Regions from separate parts of the Mus musculus genome. Here regions 1, 3, 4 and 5 are each linked to region 2. A link is a contact called in public HiChIP or PLAC-seq and promoter capture Hi-C data. All regions are on one chromosome and are shown on one strand. The core of a region is the stretch at or near the end of the contact, and the rest is flanking DNA. Distances in the headings are between cores, read along the strand shown.

What was found. Promoter capture Hi-C pulls out the DNA fragments that hold promoters and counts their contacts. HiChIP or PLAC-seq counts read pairs in DNA pulled down with a chosen protein or histone mark.
Region 1: a contact with region 2 is called in an H3K4me3 HiChIP or PLAC-seq map of bone marrow-derived macrophages, with 2.3 times the contacts expected there. The contact joins the enhancer-like site here to the promoter of Washc2 in region 2. A contact is called at or near these places in 9 of 39 promoter capture datasets (the C10 cell line, the HPC-7 cell line, hippocampal neurons and 3 more), 1 of 15 datasets of contacts at CTCF or cohesin (large pre-B cells), 7 of 115 datasets of contacts at active chromatin or transcription factors (bone marrow-derived macrophages, embryonic stem cells, pro-B cells and 1 more) and 3 of 9 other capture datasets (adipose tissue, liver and pancreatic islet).
Region 3: a contact with region 2 is called in a promoter capture Hi-C map of neutrophils, with 2.7 times the contacts expected there. The contact joins the promoter of Cand2 here to the promoter of Washc2 in region 2. A contact is called at or near these places in 2 of 39 promoter capture datasets (neutrophils and second pharyngeal arch cranial neural crest), 1 of 484 Hi-C or Micro-C datasets (CD8 T cells), 1 of 115 datasets of contacts at active chromatin or transcription factors (pro-B cells) and 1 of 9 other capture datasets (adipose tissue).
Region 4: a contact with region 2 is called in a promoter capture Hi-C map of embryonic stem cells, with 2.9 times the contacts expected there. The contact joins the promoter of Zfp422 here to the promoter of Washc2 in region 2. A contact is called at or near these places in 6 of 39 promoter capture datasets (the C10 cell line, the HPC-7 cell line, embryonic stem cells and 2 more), 2 of 484 Hi-C or Micro-C datasets (LSK cells and nephron progenitors), 5 of 115 datasets of contacts at active chromatin or transcription factors (embryonic forebrain, embryonic hindbrain and embryonic stem cells) and 2 of 9 other capture datasets (adipose tissue and liver).
Region 5: an H3K4me3 HiChIP or PLAC-seq map of bone marrow-derived macrophages shows a contact between it and region 2, with 5 times the contacts expected there. The contact joins the promoter of Efcab12 here to the promoter of Washc2 in region 2. A contact is called at or near these places in 6 of 39 promoter capture datasets (the 3T3-L1 cell line, the C10 cell line, the HPC-7 cell line and 2 more), 3 of 484 Hi-C or Micro-C datasets (B cells, CD8 T cells and LSK cells), 5 of 115 datasets of contacts at active chromatin or transcription factors (the 230-238 cell line, bone marrow-derived macrophages, embryonic stem cells and 1 more) and 4 of 9 other capture datasets (adipose tissue, liver, macrophages and 1 more).

What each region holds. Positions count from the first base shown.
Region 1 is chr6:115,877,712-115,881,515 of GRCm38.p6, reverse strand. It overlaps Ift122 (intraflagellar transport 122), which reads right to left. Exons shown (of 29, transcript NM_001167763.1): 6 at 806-872; 7 at 1-39. Among named protein-coding and RNA genes, the nearest start is that of Ift122, 26 kb to the right of the region's middle. Within about 2 kb of position 1,510, at least 19 of the 459 cell types and tissues checked have an H3K27ac peak or open chromatin away from gene starts, as enhancers often do. A contact at or near this core is called in adipose tissue and bone marrow-derived macrophages, where this site is marked.
Region 2 is chr6:116,206,150-116,210,114 of GRCm38.p6, reverse strand. Washc2 (WASH complex subunit 2`) reads right to left here and starts at 2,082. Exons shown (of 31, transcript NM_026585.3): 1 at 1,988-2,082; 2 at 1,786-1,908; 3 at 997-1,161. The coding sequence starts at 1,908. 9530062K07Rik (RIKEN cDNA 9530062K07 gene) reads left to right here and starts at 2,122. Exons shown (of 4, transcript NR_131013.1): 1 at 2,122-2,213; 2 at 2,858-2,961.
Region 3 is chr6:115,773,295-115,777,164 of GRCm38.p6, reverse strand. Cand2 (cullin-associated and neddylation-dissociated 2 (putative)) reads right to left here and starts at 2,608. Exons shown (of 15, transcript NM_025958.2): 1 at 2,487-2,608. The coding sequence starts at 2,554. It overlaps Mir7660 (microRNA 7660), which reads right to left and starts at 1,508; the gene lies at 1,446-1,508.
Region 4 is chr6:116,626,865-116,630,610 of GRCm38.p6, reverse strand. It overlaps Zfp422 (zinc finger protein 422), which reads left to right and starts at 1,612. Exons shown (of 2, transcript NM_026057.3): 1 at 1,612-1,680; 2 at 3,478-3,746. The coding sequence starts at 3,575.
Region 5 is chr6:115,836,724-115,840,634 of GRCm38.p6, reverse strand. It overlaps Efcab12 (EF-hand calcium binding domain 12), which reads left to right and starts at 2,223. Exons shown (of 9, transcript NM_001110506.1): 1 at 2,223-2,851. The coding sequence starts at 2,503.

The sequences.
Region 1 (3,804 bases), core at 261-2,760, 330 kb after region 2:
GCCATGCCCAGAGCCAGGTACTGACCATCGTTTGTCCAGCTGCACACACAACCAACGGAGGGCATGGGAGGTGGGAAGGAGCACACAGAGGGTAGAAACTGTGAGGCAGCAGCCAGGCTGTGGTTTCATTGCTCCCGCGTATTCCTGACATAGACTCAGCTCAGACTGCCACTTACATCTGGAATCAGGGAGAACTTAAGGCAGGAATGTCTAATCCAGATGGCATCTATCCCCTGACTGTGCACACATCTCCACGGCAGTCTGCACTCATGACTAGGCCCTATTTTCTGCTTTACAGTTCAACTCCCTCCCAATCCATGGGCTCTCAGTAAACAGACTGTCTTATGCCTTTTTAGCCTTCAAACAGGGCTTGACATGTCATTCAATAAATGTTGAATCTCAGAGTGCCTTCAAAGGCTGCTCAGTTATAGAGCGCCTAGGCCTGCTGGTGCTTTGAGTGTTTCGGGAAATGGTATTGTTATCACCATTGCTCCATGATTTAGTAAGCACCCAAGGTCACCGGCCTATCAGTGGCAGGATGCAGATTCTGGTCTGAGTCTAGCACCAACGTCAGAGGTTCCTGTCTGACTTTCCCACCGCATACGCCCATGCCGTCTCCCATGAAGGTTATCAAAGGCACCAGCCTTTCCCATCAAGGAGACCAGAGAAGGAAAAAGGGAAACACGGGAAGCCTATCCCAGCTGGCCAACACCACAGTTTCTCTGTGGGTGAAATCAGAGGCTGTGGGAGTCTGCTGGGGAGAGAAAGGAGCACAATGCCTATTGTCAGAGCCTCCCTAACTTACCTGCAGCACGTGATCTTGCTGCTGGATTTGTGCTTGGACACAGACTTCTGCTCAGGAGACCATAACCCTTCAGTGTTAGACAATAGAAAAGAGAGCAAGACTATTCAGCAATAGAGAAAACTAAACTATCCATTCATACAAAACTCAAATCTCCAGGGTCTTATGCTGAGTTAAGAAAAAGAAAAAGCCAACTTCCAAAGGCTTGACACCATAGAAATCCATGAATACAACATACTGGATGGCAACCACACACCTGCAGAACACATCTGTGGCTCCTGGGATTGTGGGTATCAAGGGGCAGGCACTGGTATGGGAATGGGATCCTGTACTGCAGTAGTGGTACACTGCACATGTGACTGAAGGACAGAATTAAAACACACTGTGCCCCCCACCTCCCTGGTTCCTGGACTGCCCATTAGGTACCCACTGGGCGCCCAGTAGGAGAACTGGGTGAAGAATGCACAGCACTGCTCTGCAATGTACTGAGAATCTACAACTGTTTTTTGTTTTTTTGTTTTTGTTTTTGTTTTTGTTTTTTTTTAAAGAAAAAAGAAAAAAGGTAGATGGTGAAGTTCTCTAGCCAAGTTCTTCAGGGCTTAAATCCCAAAGAAAAGGACAACTTAGCTGCTCATAGCTAGGGCATGGCCGCCAGAGACCAACTCAGCATTAAAATATAAGTTAAGGAAGTGGAAAGTGCAGGAGGGAAGCTGTAAAGCTTCCCACTGATGACCCAATCTCAGACAGACAGACAGACACCATGTGCCCTCATGCCTAACCTCTAGTGTTTGTAAATAAAGGGTGTGACAGCGGGTACAGACAGTGAAGTTAGTAGGAAACTGTGAGAGGGAACAAGAGGCTTGGGGAGGAGAGGGCAACAGACACGAAGTGGGAGGACACCAGGAAGGGAGCGGGGATGAGGTCAAGAGGCTTGTTTGACAGTGCCACCATCGAACAACCTAACTCGTTGTTAAGCTAATAAAAGTAAAATGAGTAATGAGTGCGCTTTTGGAGAGTCCCCTTTCTAGGCCTCTGTCACTGCACATGACTGTATGTGAGCTGTGCACTGCGCATGGCACACTGGATCAGTTCAGGCTTGCTCCCTCCAATCCCCAGAGGTGGTCCAGTGCCCTCAAAACAGACAACAAAGCCAATTCTACCCTGCCTGGGCCGTGAAGTACGGCTACGTGAAATACAGAGCACATCCAAATTTACACAGCCAAGTGCATCCACAGAGAGCAGAGGAAGCCGTGAGTGGATGGAGTCCTGGGTGAATGTGTAATCTCGCATGGCTTCGTGTCAAGCAAGGATGCCACAGCTTCGAGTAAGACTGGGGGAGATGGTAGAGCCTTCCCTTTCTGCTCCATGGGTGGATATTGGCAATACATGCAGAAAATGTCCAAGACAACTTTCCTCCCAGATGTTTATGGCCTGAAGACTGTGCCCTGCTGAGACTGCTCTGACAGAGATTAGCTAAACCTGTCTCCTTGATCCAGCTTCTTCACTCAGCTGTAAGTAAGAATACTGCCTCTATATTCAACTTCATACAATAAACACACTGGGCTTCCGGAGAGTTGTGGTCCACACAATCCCAGTTTTCCCAACTGCGTCTTATCTTTCCTTCATTCCCAGTTTTCCCAACTGCGTCTTATCTTTCCTTCATTCCCAGCTGTCCCAGTCACATGAGTCCCCAGAGTCCCTGTAGCTAAGCAAGGTTGAAAAGGGAAATGTCTGTGAAATGCCAGTCTTCCCCTCCCTTTTTTCAAACATTTCCACCCCACCCATGCATTCTGTCTGTGCTCCACTGCAAGAGCAGGAAGCCTTCAGCACAGGAGCCTTCCTGCCAGCCTCCCTCGGGAATATTTGCACTCAAGCTCTGCACATAGTGGCCCTACTCCTTGGGTGCTGGCTAAGTGACTGCCAGTGACATCGGAACCATATTGAGCCCGTGTTTTCTCCTTCCCCGGGAGAGTAGGAATGAGAGAAACACTGCTTCAGGAGTTGGCGCAGAGCTCATGTTTGTTTATTTTTTTAGTGGCTCTCAAGCCATAGGAATTCTCTTTTTTGAAAAATTAATTGTAAACTATCAGCACAGTGCCATTAAGACACTGTGGGTCTGGCTGCATGTGTATGCATGGTGGTGTGTGTGGGGATGCTTGCTCTGGGAAGTAGAAGCTGATGGTGAGATGTCTTCCTCTATCCCTCTCTATTTTTTAGACAGGGTCTCTCATTGAACCTAGCGCTCTTCATCTTGGCTTGGCTGTCTGTCCAGCAAGCTCTGGGACCTGGGACCTGGCACTGGAGCTCAGACAAAGCATCACAGTAGGCTTGGACAGAGGTACTTGAGATCTGAACTCAAGCACTTACCCACTGAGCCATCTCCCCAGCTCAACTACTTTCACTTAATAAGATGCTTTTACAAATCCCACCTTCCTCTGTTATAAGCTTGAGAGCAGGAATATTTTATTCCCCACAAACAGGCACACAGATCAGCACAAGAAGATGTGCTAGGGTTTTTAGGCAAATGGCGGTGTTTCTAGAGAAAAATAGTCCCTGCTAGGGTGAGCCAGTCCTCTGTGCTCTCCCATCCAACACATCATTTCTTCCCTAGGACCCTACTGCTCATTTGTCTCAAATGGCTTACCACCCTCCAGATCATCACCTCTCACTGTCTCTCTGCAATTTCTTTTTAAGACAAGGGTTCTCTGTGTAGCTTCAGTTGTTCTGGAACTATGGAGTCCAGGCTGGCCTCAAATTCACAAAGATCTGCCTGTCTCTGCCTCCCAACCTCTAGGATTAAAAGCATGTGCCACCACTGCCCAGCTCTTTCTGCCAACTTAGAGGATTAGCCTCCCTTGGCTGCTGGAGGTGGAGAAGAGGCCTCACTTTCTTTCTTTTTTTTGGGGGGGGGTTGCTTTTTTGTTGTTGTTGTTTTTCGAGACAGGGTTTCTCTGTGTAGCCCTGGCTGTCCTGGAACTCACTCTGTAGACCAGGCTGGCCTC
Region 2 (3,965 bases), core at 833-3,332:
CAAGTTCTACACTAGTCAGAACTAATCCTGAGCTGCTAAAAAAAAAAAAAAAAAAAAATACAACCGCCCCCCCCCAATGCCTTTCTACAAATTAATTCAGAAAAATATTCTTGGATCAGATGAACTAAGCTCCCCCCACAGCCCCCCACCCCACCCCCTGTTCTCAATACATTCCTTTCCCTTTGCTAGATGGCTCCAGGCATGCCTGCGTCTTTTCTATTGTAATTCTACCAAGATAATTTATCTGTGTATTCCTAGCAGATTGCAGGAACTCACTATGAAAACAAAATTCACATACACTTTAGTTAAAGGCCAGCAGCATTTGTACTGGTGACTCTGTGTCATATATTCATCCAAATTGAAAAACTGGTGCTGGCGGGACAGTAGTGGCCCACACCTTAAATCTCAGTACTTGGGAGGCAGAGGCAAGTAGATTTCTGTAAGTTCCGGGCCAGCCTGGTCTACAGAGTGAGTTCCAGGACGGTCAGGGCTACACAGAGAAACCCTGTCTCAAACAAACAGAAGGAGAAAAAAGAAAAGGAAGAAAAAGAAAACTGTAGATGACGAAATGCAAAGCAGACATCTGCATTCACTTACACAACTGAGGGAGACATGATGGACCTACATAAAGTCTCTAGGGACTGAAGGCAAAAGTGGGGCACGTGAGGCCAAGCCAGGCTTAGAGCTGACCATACTGAATGAGCACAGTGGCTTTTTTGAGAGGCACACAACTCTGCTCAAATGGTAATTGCCCTCAAAACTAAAAACAGAAAAACCAGCACGAGGCAAACCTTATTATTAGATGTTTTTAAAGGTTTGTAAAACCCATGAACTTTACTGATAAAAGACACTGATTTCAGAGAAAGGAGCTTCAGTTACCAAGAACCAATCTATCCACCAAAACTTAGAAGAGAACCTTATTATCATTATAAATGACAATAGTTCTTACTCCCCAAAAGGGATTATTCGAAAGTCAGATACCATAAAACAACTCACATTCTCAATGAACTGGGTATTAGACAGCATGAGGAAGTCATTGAACACATTATGCAGACGACAATGTGTGGCTTTGGTCTCCTGAATTAATCCATCCACCTGCTTCTTGATTTCATGAGTCCTGGAGATAGTCTGCTGTGAGAATTCCTGTAGAAACTGTAGTAGCTATTTTGAAAAGAAACATACACAAGTATCAACACTACATGTGATTTAAAGCAAAACAAACAAACAAAAAACCCCTCCCCTTTTGCCCCTATGTTAAGAAAAAGGGATGATACTGTTGATCTAAGGTCAGGTGACCCTGGAAAGCATTAAGAAAGCTCATCAGATAAGTTTGTCCAGAACACAAAACCAGTATCACATTTCTACAGGGATTTAAAGCCCTGTTTGGTTGTCACGCTCCAGAGACCACATAGTGTGACAAAACACCCCAAATCCCACTTGTATGAAAGTTCTGAGCTCTTAGGTCCCGAAGTGAGCAGATCTACTCAAAAATATGTGCTGCCCCATTTAGCCCCAGTTCTAATACAGAAGGGCCTCCGTAGAGACAAAGCAGTCCTTGGAGAGGGCAGAAACAGAATCTGCTCAGCAGGATGGCGTGGAGGGCAAGGTTGAAAAGCCACTGCACGGAAGGAAACCCGCGTCTGCGCGGCAGAGTGCTGGGTAGAAGCCCACAGGGCCGCCCTCCCCGGTGTCTGAGATTGCGCCTTTGAATACTGGAGGAAGCGTGTCCCCGAGGAGGGGTAACTACAACTCTGTCCCTCCCTTGGCCCCGGGTCCCCCGCTCACACCGGCGTCAGCCGCCAGAGACCAGTTCTGACTGCTGCGGCGGATCTCCTCCACCGACCAGGGCCGTTCCCACACCGGCTCGGATGCCGGAGGCCGCTCCGAGTCGGGGCTCGTCCGGTTCATCTACAGCGAGAAGGACAAAAAGAAGAGCTGAGTCTGGGGCGAAGGATCCAGCCCTGCCCTCCTGGGCCGCCGTCCTCACCACGATGACACCGCCACTCAGCAAGCTCCAAAGTGACTACGGGAGTGGCTACTACACTGCCCACCCAGCGCGGTGGTAATCACATGGTTCACGTCACGTGATGGTGTCCTCACGTGACCTGGGGCGCAGCCTCTGATCGGGAGCTATGGGTTAGTAGCTCCTGGGTAATTGGGTTTGACCAGAGAGAAGGTGTTTAAGCGGCCAGCTAGTGCGAAAGAGGCGGAAGGTACCAGTGGGGCCCATGCTGAGGAGTCCCGTGGCCTACCAGGTGGGAGCTGAAGAGGAAGGAGAGCGGAGGACGACTTCCTGGATGTGCGGCGGCTTTATTGATTATGCATGTGATGTGAGACTAGCCCAGGGCCACAGTGACCCTCAATGTGTACATCTGCTAACCGGTTTGGTTTCAGTTCAATGTGGATCCGCTTGAAATTCTTGAAACCCTCAGCTGAGATTCAAGGCCGGGAGGTGGAGGGGTAGAAATCGAAATCCAAAGCTCCCCTGGCTGTCCACTAGCACTTCCTTGTGAACAGACCCCTTTCTGAGTTGGTCTTGCCCAGACTGACTTTTAGAAATAACCCCTTATCTTTCCTTTTTGTGTGCCCGAGAACAAGTTACTTAGCTTCTTCTATAAGCTTTCTTCTGCATATTAAAGAAGCAATACAGCCGGGCATGGTGGCGCACACCTTTAATCCCAGCACTTGGGAGGCAGAGGCAGGCGGATTTCTGAGTTCGAGGCCAGCCTGGTCTACACAGAGAGAAACTCTGTCTCGAAAAATAAAAATAAAAAAGAAGCGATAATAGGTGTTAAAACAGATAGTGCCTGGTATATGGTGAGTGCTCACCTTAGATCTTATCATTTCTCCTGTGCAGATTATTTTTCCAACTTTCAGATTTTGCTTTGTGGCCACCTCCGTTGAAACCTCATTAAAGATTTCTCTTTGGTATGCAACTAAGACAAATGAAAACCTGCTCAGGTAAAAATCTGCAAGAATTTTCACTGTAGTGTTGATCCATACCCAGAAAGCAGAAGCAATCTAAATGTCCATCAGGTGACGAATGGATAAACAAAATGCTGTAGAACCACGCAATTCACCAAAAGAAATAAAATGCTGATATATGATAGGGCATGAATTAACCTAGAAATACTTCAATTGAAAGAGGTCAGTCATATACATGAGCACAGGTTATTCTATTTATATGAAATATCCAGAATGGATCAATCCAGAGAGAGGAAGTAGGTTGGTGGGGGCCAGGGATTGAGGAAAGAAGGGAATGGGGAGTTAACTGCTTATGAGCAAGTAGTCAGCTGTGAACTAGTAAAGCCAGGGTAAAGGCTCAGGTTGGTTTCTGTAGCATTAGTGTGATTGTATCTGTGTTGCTGTTAGGGTGAGCAGGTGTTATAGATAGACATTAGATTTAGGGTTATGATTAACATTGTGGTTATGGTGCTATTTTGGGGGTTAGGGTTAAGGTGGCTGTCTTAGTTATTTTTCTATTGTTATAATAAAAATTACCTCAGAAGCAACTCATAAAAGGAAGGGTTATAGTTAGGATTTAGTGTTACGGTTAATGCTGAGATAGTTGTGAATTATGGTTAGGAGAGCGTTAGTCTTAGGGTGAGCGTAACAGATGAAGGTTTAATTAGGATTAGGGCAGCCTTAATATTCATTACACAGCTGGGTATGGTAGCACACAATTTCTTTATCCCAACCCTGAAGAGGCATATCTAAACTGATACATGTTTGTGTGAAGGCAGCCTGGTCTTAGCTTAGTATTAGTGTTAGGGAAGGGTGTTTGACTAAGGTTAGCTTAAGAGTAGTTTTAATAGAGTTTAGAATACAGTTTGAGGTAAGCAAACCCCTTGAGACCTAATACTTGAAAGGCAGAGGTAGACAGATTATCTGTGAGTTTGAGCTCCAACTTCTCTACATAGAGAGTTCCAGGCCAGTCAGAGCTGCATGGTGGCATGATATCTCAA
Region 3 (3,870 bases), core at 1,359-3,858, 430 kb after region 2:
CACACATATATGAATACATATACTTTCACACATGTACACACAAACAAACATACATACATAAATATATGCACATATCTTGCACACACATAAACACATGTGCGTGCACACATACTCTTGCTCAGCAGGCTCACATCTAATACTCCAAGCTCAGCAAGGAACAGGTCTGACAAGGGAGCAGGGTGAGGGCAGGAGAGTTTGTGCTCAACAGACCTTGAGCAGAGGTGTGGATCGAGGCCCCTTTTTGGAGTGTGTGTGTGTGTGTGTGTGTGTGTGTGTGTGTGAGACATATTAGATATCCTGCATCAAGTATTTACATTACCATTCCGAACAATAGCAAAATTATAGTTATGAGTAGCAACCAATTCATATTATGGTTGGAGGTCACCACAACACAAGGAACTGTATTAAAGGTGTGCAGTGTTAGGAAGGTTGAGAACCACTGGCTTAGAGCCAAGCGGCCTCGTGGAAACCCGAACCCAGAAATCAACATTCACAAATATACCGCAGCATTTCAAACACCTCAGGTCTGCAGACATCACTCTCAGAGGAAATGTCATGGTGCTGGGGTGGTGGGGATAATAATTTGACAAGCAAGAGCTCCAAAGCAGAGCGAGGCTTTAAGTAAACATACTTGTCTTATCAGTGAGGTAAAATTTGGCCAGCTGCCTCCTTAACCCCAAGCCTCGGTTTTTCCATGAATAAAACGGAAATTGTCTTTGCCCCTCTCCCACAGCATCCTTGAGGGTTTTAATAGGTCAATCTGAGCAAGCAGGCTCAGAGAGGTTACGAAGCACCAGCGTGAGGTAGGTCACCTGAATCCTCAAACAGCACTGCCTCAGTGAAAAAGGATTTGGACATCCCTGTCAGACCTCTCAAGTTCTTGGTTTTCTCTGTCAAGAGTCTGATCCCCAAATAAAACTGAGAACCAAGGCTGGCTGTCCCTTGCCTGGAACCCCAGTCAGACATTCCCCGCTGGGAACCATAAGCCATGGTCTCCTGCCATGTTGAGAGGCAGCACCATAGGACACTGGGACACATGGTGCCTGGACAGCTGGTGGGGGGCGGGGGTTGGGAGGAGGCTCAGGCTCTTGGTATTCAGACTTTTAAAAATAGAAACCATTCTCATATGCTCAGGGTGGTTTTAGGTGTCCTCAACGCTGCTGGCAGGGACAGATTTAAAGGGCTTCTCAGGCCCTGAGTGATAGAGCCAACTCCCTGATAGGCCCAGGAGTCATTCCCTCAACTCTGGCAGGCCATGTGACTTTGAGTAAGTCAAAGCCCCCTCCAGACTTCTGGAGAACAGAAAGAACTTGGGCCCAAAGAACAAAGAACAGTCTACCAGGACCTGCCCCGTTTCCCTGCACAGAGTCAGGACAACCATTCACAAAGCACTTACCTGCTACCTAAAGCACAAACAGCTAAGCTAAGGCTCAGAGGGCATGGAGTACTTTGCCCATCACTTACAGATCTAGTTAGTGATGGTTGCCGAGATCTGAAGCCAGGGCAAAGGATCCCAAGCCCTACTACCACTGTGGGGCTTAGGGCTGCACAGAGATTTTTGAGGACTGTATTTACAGGACACGGAAAAGGTCAGACCACACAAATAGGCTTCTGGCCCCTCCGGACTGGCTAGATTGGGAATCCCACTGACACCTCCAACTCTGCTTGGCCCTACCGTTAGCATTGTATCCAGGCCCTTCATGTCCCTGAACCTAATTTTCCCTGTTTGTAATCGGAGGGATAACTACTGTGACAGAAGACTCAGAATGGTGCACTGTCCTGTTGACTTGAGGGTCCACAACTGACCAACAACCCCTTTTTATCACTGAACCTCAGTTTCCCCTGCAAGAGGGGCTGCATCAGATATTCCCATTCCTCTTGCCAACTCTGTTCCTGTGTTTCTGTGGTGTTTGGAGAGGAGGATAGGAGAAAAAGAATGGGGGAGAGAGATAGCCCTCACCCCAACCTTTGCTTCCTGCTCTAAACCATCTTGGGAGAGGAGGGGAATAAGGAAGATGGGGTGGTGATGAGGGGCCAGGGAGAAAAGGCACGGGATGAAAAGAAAGAGATGAAAGAAAAGTAAAGTTTGTTAGGGTTAGGAGACCCGGTAGGGGTACAGGGTGCGGGGGATGGGGTAACCTAGAGACCGGGCAGAAGTGTGGGTCTCGGAAGATAGCCTTGGATGGAGGTTGTGCAGGGAAGCGGCCTGTTTCAATGAGGGTCAGAAGAGGACTGCACTGGGTTCCAAAGAGAGGCCGACGGGGACTTCACTGGAGAGCCTGGGGGGCGCCCAGTGTTGGGGACTTGAGAGGCCAGCACAGCAAAGGCGGGAAGAGGCTGGGGGCGGGGCTGCAGGCCCAGCCAGGCCCAGGCGAAGAGGCCGGGGGCTCCCACAGGGGTCCGCAGGGGGGGGGCAGGGGAGCAGAGGGGCGGCCGGGACAGGCTGAGACCCCTGAAAACGAGTCCCGAGCCCCCACAGGGCGCACCTGAAGTCTTTGTCGCTGGACGTCATCTTCTCCAGCAGGCTGGAGATGTAGAAGGCACCGGTACTCATGCTGGCTGCGCCGCGGGGTTGCGGGTCGAATCGAATATGGCGGCGCGGCCTCCCCTCCCCTCCACCACGCCCCCTCCCCCACCGGCCACGCCCCTTCTCTCTCTCTCTCTCTCTCTCTCTCTCTCTCTCTCTCTCTCTCTCTCTCTCTCTCTCTCTCTCTCTCTCTCTCTCTCTCTCTCTCTCTCTCTCTCTCTCTCTCTCTCTCTCTCTCTCTCTCTCTCTCTCTCTCTCTCTCTCTCTCTCTCTCTCTCTCTCTCTCTCTCTCCCCTCCTGTCCCGAGCAGGACTGAAGTAACGGGCCTGGCCCCCTCTCCTGGACAGCTCTGCTCAGCATGGGCACCAGCAGCTCACCACCCGGCCCTGACCACGCCTTCTCCCGATTGTGCCTTGAAGACCCCTTGACTTTGCTCTCTCAATGGCACTCATGCAAACAGGGACATGGGATGGCAATTCCAGATTCTACCAGGTTCCACACAGCCAAAGAACCTGAGATGAATTAAGGACGGACTTCAGGTTCCCAAAGCCGAGAGCAATAGCTGTTCCCTAAAGTTGATCACAGTTTTCCCCAGTTAGGAGGTGTGTGTGTGTGTGTGTGTGTGTGTGTGCGCGCGCGCGCGCGTAGATCTTTAGGGGGACTCTTTAAACTGGAAAGGAAGTGTCGCTTCAAATCTCTGCTACCTAGCTTGGGGAGTCACACAACCTCTGCTGGCTATTTTTAGTTACTCAAAGGAATAAAAGAAACCTTTATCTTTCTTGCTTTGTTTTGTTTTTTCTTTTTTGTTTTTGTTTTTGTTTTTTGAGACAAGGTTTCTCTGTATAGTAATTGCTGCCCTGAAACTCACTTTGTAGACCAGGCTAGCCTCAAACTCAGAGACCTGCCTGCCTCTTTCTCCCAGGTATTGAGATTAAAGGCATGCACCAAGACCCTGGTTAAGAAAGTTTTATCTTAAATGTATTAAAATTTCTGTTTTGGTTCTTCTCTACCACAGAGCCACACCCTCAGGTTGGTAAAAGGAAATCTAGGGGGCTGGGGTGTCTCATACCTGCAATTCCAGAACTTGGCAGGTGAAGGCAGGAAGGCAGGAGGATCAAAATTTCAACCTTGGCTACATAGATCCTGTCTTTAGAAAAAAAGATAAAGAAAGGAAGGATTTAAATGAGACATCTGCTACATCTTTGATTTCCGACTCCTAATCCAACTTCTCTTCCTCTAGATGACTGAACAGTGGCTACAAAGTCCCAAGCCTTGGAGGCTAGGGACCTCTACATTTCTCCTAGTCTTCTTGCTCCTGTCTCGCTCACACCTATGTGGCCATC
Region 4 (3,746 bases), core at 363-2,862, 420 kb before region 2:
CGGAGACTATCGAGGGACAGAACGTTTGATGTGCCATGCTCACTGCGCATTCAAACGGGATCCCAAGCAATCGGATCCAGGAGCCTGGAGCTCTGGAGAGTTGCACATGTCAATGGGTCAAGAGAGTTTATGCTGGGACCAAATATAAATGACCGTGGCCCAGAAACAGATTTAGGTTACCTCAAATCCCAGGCCCCAACATGGAAGCAGTTTCATGAAGTTTCATAGTAATAGAATAAAGAAAGTTGCAAAACAAGACACTTTGGAACACACTAGTGGAAGCATGGAGTGGGAGGTTATAGCAGCATGGAGGAACCTCAGCTGCAGGCTTCCGCTATCAGATGACTCTTGGACTTCTGGTTGTAGAAAATCAGTTTTGTTAAATTAGCACATCCCAAAATATTTTTTACCTGTCAGTCACAGGATGTCAGGTCAAAAGTGGGCAAAGTAGTGGTTATTTCCATGGCTAGAGATACCTCAAACTCTGTTATGACTGGGCTCCGGACCTACGACACTCCCAAACCCTCCATAACCACAGAAGCTCACTTATCTGGCCAGCCGCGCAGAAGAGTGCTGCTTCTCTGCAGGAAGTTGCATTTATGGACACCAGGATCAGCCAAGGTCGCCAGTGAGGGGAGTCTGCCTTAATGCGATGAATCTGAAGCCATTAGAACTCCCCTGGGAAGGAAGCATGTGTGCCTTTCCAAACCGAGTTGTTCACTCACAGTGTGAGCGGGAGCAGAATTCCTCTCCAAGCTGGGGTTCCTGCCCAGTACACTGAACGCATTCATTTTCCTCTGATAGGAGTGGCTGATGCAAAGTCACGGCTCTCTCCTCAAAGTCATGAGTTTTATTCAGAGGCCAAACACAAGTGATGATGGCCCAGGGAACACAGATTTAGATTACCCAAACTCCGCCTTTCAACCTGCAACCAAATTCATGAAGGTTTGACAGTAACAGAACAAAGAAAGCCATAAATCAAGATACTTTTAAATTCATTTGTAGAAACATCAGAGAGGTGGGTTAGAGCTCTGTTTAGACATCTCAGCTATAGATGTCATCTAACATAGTATTCTTGGCCTTTTGATTGGAGAATGGGATTTTGTGTTTTATCTGTCAGGATGTTGCACATCCTTCCATAGAAGTGGACAAGGAATGGATGCATCCCAAGATGAATACTAATTATGCTCTGGACCTGCAACATCCCAACCTCTCTTCACCACCGCCGTTTTAATCAATCAGTCAGCCTGTGCGGACAGTGTCCTCCAGAAATTTCACGGGCCTTTTGGTGATATAAGGCGACCCGTGAAAAACATAAGTAACACCTTAGGCTGAAGTTATTTCTCTAGACTAGATACTCAGTACTAAGAATGCAATTTACAAGTTGGAACGGGCTGGTTTGGGGGTGGTGAGCAGAATCTAACAAAGGCCAGTTTCTGTGTAGGTCGACCAGAATAGAAAGAGAGCGGGTAACAGGCCTTAAGGTCCTTGGCTCTGCCTTCTGAGTGGTAAGAGAGGAACACAAAAGGACCACCGGAAGAATCCGCAGGATATGGTGGGGTGGGCCGGGGACCATAGAGGGTCTCTCCGCCTCTTCCTAGAGCGGCCGGCAGCTCCGCGGCTAGCAGCCCGCACTTCCGGCGGGCGAGGCGCGAGGCGGGCACCGTGGCGGCCTGCGCGGTGAGTACGCGGGGCCTGCGGGTCTGCCTGGGCCGGTGTTGGGTCGGGTCGGGCTGCGGCGCTGCACGGAGCCCGGCGGGTGGCCTCGGGCTGGGGTCGGCTTCGGCCTGGGCGCCTCCGCTCGCCGCGGAGGAGAAAGACTCCATTGTACGGGTGGGTAGGCTGCACCGGGCCATTGTGAGCGACTTGGAGGGAAGCGGCGGACTCTTTGTTGCTGCCGTAAATGGGTGAGGGAGCAGGTGCACGCCGGCTAGACGGGTCCCCAGTACTGGAGCTCCATCACCCAGCTTTACCCAGCCTCTCCCCTACTGGGGACCTCGATCAGACAACCGGACTTGGCGGGCGTTAGACGAGGGGGCGATGGACTCCCCAGGTCGGACAGTGAGAAATCAGGCCCGGAGGCGGCTCCGGGGTTGGGATGGGTAAAGGAGCTAAAGGAGCTTCGGGCCTGTGTTTACGAACCCACGAAAGGAGGTTTTAAATCAGCTTTATTTTAAAAATAGGAGCACACATAGGCTACCTGTAAGTATGATTACTTCATCCATAGGTAGATTCCATAATCGATCAGTTTGCAACCAGTTGTGAGTTCCCCGGTATTTAAAGAGATGTGTTTAAAAGTGTATGCTTACCATTATAGCTATTTATTGAGTACCAGGTACCCCACACAGTGTCTCCTGTTTACGTGGTCTGTACATAACCGAGACGGTTATGGGCAGTGATTGCTGTAGATCTGTGTTATGTGCAGTTTGCTCTTTCTGTTGCTGCAATTGTAGCAGATAAAATTATTAAACACCCAGGAAAAGCCCCTGGGCACTCTTACGTTTGGAGGATTATTATACAGCAAAATCAAGACGAAGGAAAAAAAAGGCAGGAAAAGATGTCATTTGTGTTTTTATTTACTTACTTTAAATGCTTGTGTGCAAGGAAACTCAGAAAAATAACTGAGTTGCAAGTAGGTTTTCCAACTAACCTAAGACACTGGAAGTCCAGTGACTGGCTTTGCAGGCCTGAACACCTCCCACACTCTCGCCTATTTGGAGTGTGTGTGTGTGGAAGGGGTTGTTTTGACAGCTTCCAGACAACCTTAAATGTAATGCAATAAACTTATTTTAGAGCTTTTGGTTGTGCTCTCCTTCTTGGCGTGCTATAGTCTAGGAAAGGAAGAATAAAGTGTTTTGGTTTTTTTTTTTTTTTTCCAGATTTTTCTCACCTAGTATTTTCTGAATAAGACTCTTGGGAAACTTGAAATTCTCTTTACCGATTAGCTTCTATTTTCAACTCCGCTTGCTAAGTTATCATCTATAGAAATAACCAAGCAAATAAGAATAGATAGGAATCTATGGAGGTGTAGTATAATCTGTCATTTCTTTTGAATTGGATATCTTACGTAGCAGCTATTAAATGAGAAATTTAGCACAGCCAGTATTGACCTGAGATGCTGTTTAGCAGAGATATTGATCATCTTTTGCAGTTATTTTTGTATCTTCTCTGAGACTTTATCTTGCTTTTGCTTTTTAGTCCTTCAAAATACTCTCTGTGGCTCCTCCCTAACAGGTTTATGTTTTTCTTCGTCTTCTCTTTTGCCTGTCCAAAATCAGAAACGTTGCAAAATGATGATGATGCTGATTAAGCTTAACCTCTGGCATTAGAATCACCTAACGAGCACCTGTCTCTTAAAAGTGCGTCATTGCACTTGTACTAGGTGTGCTTTGGCTACACATGGATGCAGTTTTGATAGATTGAAGAGGTGCTAGTGCTGAACTAATAAATATCTGTATTTTTCTTTTTCTTCTACAGAAGGGAATTCCGAGTTGCGTCACTCTAGGATATGAGACCTTAGTTCAGAAGTTCAGAAGACAGTAGGATCTCTTGCCGACACATTTGCCTACTCACCATGAGGTTAGGAAAGCCCAAAGGGGGTATTTCTCGAAGCGCCAGCCAAGGAAAAGCCTATGAGAGCAAGCGCAAGACAGCCCGCCAGCGACAGAAATGGGGGGTGGCCATTCGCTTCGACTCGGGCTTGAGTCGACGGAGAAGGAACGTGGACGAGAAGCCTTACAAGTGTG
Region 5 (3,911 bases), core at 974-3,473, 370 kb after region 2:
TTAATATCCCTGTGCGAGTGTGGCTTATGGCTCCATTGCAACTCACCCTTTAACCCTGATCCTTTGTGAAACCTTCTCTCTCCCAATGTTTGGTGCCATTTCCATGGCAGGTGGTATACCATCATGGTTCTAGTTCCGACGATCAATTGTCATTCTAAGGTTTGGTTTGAAAATTAAATCGAATGAAGGCAAAGTAAACCAGCTGTCAGGAAGCTATTTGTCGTAGGATAGCGAGTGGGTATAGGCAGATGTGCTCTGTTGCAGGCTAATTGATTTTTCCTCTGGTGAACAGGTGGCAGCTGTGAGAGGGATGCTGGAGGTGGAGAGATCATTGGTCACAGAGTAGTCAGGTTCAGTTCCTAGCATGTCTATGGAGGGGATCTGTTGCCCTCCTCTGGGCACACAGGTCGTGTGTATACATGCATGTGAAATAAGTTCACATAAGTGTAAAGAGATGTGATGTGGCAGGAAAGCTGGCCATACCTCCCACTTCACAATAACCCTTAATATTTTCACAAACATCACAGGAACACACATAAGTGCAGAGCTCTGTGCTGGGGAGGGAAAAGGATGAGAAGGCTCTGTAGAGACCTCCCAGGAAGAGAACAGTGCTAACAGTATGGCAGAGAAGACAAAGTGAGGATGGAGATCCAGACACAAGCAGGTCAGAGTCCAGAGAAATCTTTGGATGCCTGGGCCATGGCCAAGGTTAGGTGGCAAAGCAAATTTCCCAAATGTCAGCTATGAGATGAGATAAGGCTGCAGGGCAGGGCCACTTAACCCCCCTCTCCCTGGTCGCCTTGAAGGGGAGCTCTGTCTGGCCAATTGCTGGGGTTCCAGGGCGACTCTTTCTTTTCAGGAGATAAGGTTGCCTGACCTCCGTGCCTTCCCTCGCATCTCAGTGAAACCATGGTGCCTTGTCATGGTTTTGTAAGTGTTCAGAGGCTGTGGCTCAGAAGGGCCAGTAGAAGCGAGTGCCTCGGGTTGTGGGGAGTCAGGAGGATGCTAAATCTAGTGAAGATGGTCCCCAGCACAGAGAACTTGTTCAAATGTTGATCTTTATTTTGTGACCTACAGTTTAAAATGTTAGAATCAGGTGGGTAGTTCAGCAGTTGAGTTTTCCTGGCATGCCCAAGGCTTAGAGCTCAGTGCCCAGCAGTACAAAACTTTTTCTTTTTTTCTTTTTTTTTTTTTTTTTTGGAGACAGGATTTTTCTATGTAGACCAGACTGGCCACCAATTCACAGAGCTCCTCCTGTGTACTACCATACCTGGCCAGACCACATTTTTGTAAGTGTTTAATTAAATGGTTTTGTTTTGTGTTTAACACATTTACAGCCACTAACACTAGCTAACTCAAAGACATTTCTGAGCCTGGCGTGGTGGCACATGCCTTTAATCCCAGCACTTGGGAGGCAGAGGCAGATGGATTTCTGAGTTCGAGTCCAGCCTGGTCTACAAAGTGAGTTCCAGGACAGCCAGGGCTATACAGAGAAACCCTGTCTCGAAGAAACAGGTGTAAGGCCTGAGCCTGAGTCTGGATTCTTCCGTTTACTAGACTCCTCCATGTAGTGTGGGTCATGTATCTTTCCATGCACACCCCATAGTTCACCTATTAGTGGAGATTTCAAAGGTTTATTATTAGGACTGGTTCTAACCTGTTTCTGGCTTTGATTAAAGATAGGCTCTCATTGAGTGGCTCTGGCTGGCCTGGGACTTATGTAACACAAGCTGGCCTCAAACTTAACGTCTATCTTCCCGCGCTGGGATACAAGTGGTTGCCACCAAAACTGTTGATTCCAGACCATAACACCCAGTCATAGCACCAAATACCTGTCTTTTATTTGACCTTGACTGACTAGGATTCTCAGAACCCAGGGTAGAGTTATGATACTTTTTTTAAATGAGAAAAGTGAAGCCTGAAGATAAGATCTGTGAAGGACCTGCAGCTTACAAGAAAATAGGACATTTTTTTTTTTCTTCAGAATAGGGGGCCATGGGAAGACTGGGACATATGTATGATTTCCCAAAGGAGGCACCAGCCAGAGCTAAGCAAATCGCCGAAGCTCCTGACTTCCGGGTTTGGGAGGTGGAAGGGAAGAAAGGTTCTCCCGCCTCCTTCTTGCAAGTGGAAGCGCTCAGCCAATCGGTGTAGGGCATCTATAGTCATGACAACAGAGGCTTACTCTCAGCAGGTTGAGCAGCCTTTTGCAAAACCTGAAGCTTATTTCCACCAAACGGCTAAACTGGGGGCGTACTTCATAACGCCATCTACAGGAATCCTCCGGCTCCGGGCGGCAGAGCTGTTGGAGAGCTCCAGGATAGGCTAGAAGCCTCATTGTGCCGTCTCCATTGTGGGATAGGGAGTTCCAGAAGGTCACAAACGGCCTGGATTCCTATGCCCGGACCGGACCTAGCTAGAGAACCCGGCTGAGTCACGTGACTTGGAATCAAAGCCAGGCTCTTGCGCCTGGGAACCTGCATTTTTCTCAGTTGGGCAACAATGCGTTCTATATTGAAAAAGAGACCTGGAGAGGAGACAGTCAGCTGTCTGCCCCCAAACAAGTGCTTGGCAAAGGTTTGCAATTTGAGAGGTGGAGGGTACAAACAAACAAGAAGAGTTGGATGCCAGAAGACCCATGCTCTCCGAAAACCTCCTCCCCACCCATCTAATGCTTCGCAGTGGGATGCTGGTCTCTCTAGCCACCTTTCCAAAGCACACAGTCAGAATGTGGCAGAAACCCTGGCCAAACATAGTGGGAAGCAAAAGAAATCATCCAGGTTATGGGAGGCCCAGAAAGCCGAGGAGAGAAAAAGTCGTGTGACTTTCGGCTTGACGATCACAGACGCTGGTAAGTGACAGTGCTCTTCATGGAGATGGAAAGTGTCTGCAGGACCTGGTTAGATGAGACTGGAACCAGGGGACACGTTTAATCTTAGTCGTGGACACCTAAGACCCTGTAAACTATAGAAGTGAGATGTTTTCAGAACAACTAAGATGGCATGGTTGTGCTGGGATGGGGGTGCTCAGCACGGAGGTGAGTGGGAGAAGCTGCCTGGTGTAGAGTGTTGACACTTAGAGGAGTGACCAGGACAACAGGATGAGCCCAGGATGACGGCCAGAAAGGAAGGCAGCAGCTGAGGTGTGAGTCAGGGAAGGAGAACAAGTGTGTTTTCTGAGGCGAAGTGAGGGCTCTAAGGCAGGTGCTCCTGGGAGACACACAAGGGTCAGTAAATGGGGTCTTATCCAGCATTCGAGGCCCACAGTGACGTTCTGGGAATGTACAAACAGAAGCAAAGTCAGCCAGTGACATCAGAAAGTGTACCTGTGCATGCAGGAGTGGAAATTCAGCGCTTTCTCTTCCAACTCCACCATCTCTTCTAATGACAGGATGGTAGCCTCAGCCTGTCACTGCTTGGTCATAGTCCTGAAGAGCACTAGAAAGAAGTGGTGTGAAAAGTGAGTGGGTGGTAAGCAGGCCACCTGTCTGCAAGAGGGTGGCTGGGATAACACCTGATAGGCTAATCACTGTTCTTTGCCGAGAAGAGAGACAAGGCTTCAAGGCAACTCTTATGAAAGAAAACATTTAATTGGGGGTCTTGCTTATAGTTCCAGAGGCTTAGTTCATTATCATCATGGCAGGGAGTATGGTAGCAGACAGGTATGGAAAAGTAGCTGAGATCCATACCCTGATACACAAGCTGAGAGAGAGAACACCTGATGGGGGCTTTTAAAACCTCAAAGCCACTAGGCACTGGTTGTTAGCCTTTAATCCCAGCACTCAAAAGACAGAAGCAAGAAGATCTCTGAGTTCAAGGCCAGCCTAGTCTACAGAGGTAGTTCTAGGACAGCTAGGGCCATACAAAGAAACCCTATCTCAAGAAAAACAAGACTCAACGCCCACCCCTTGT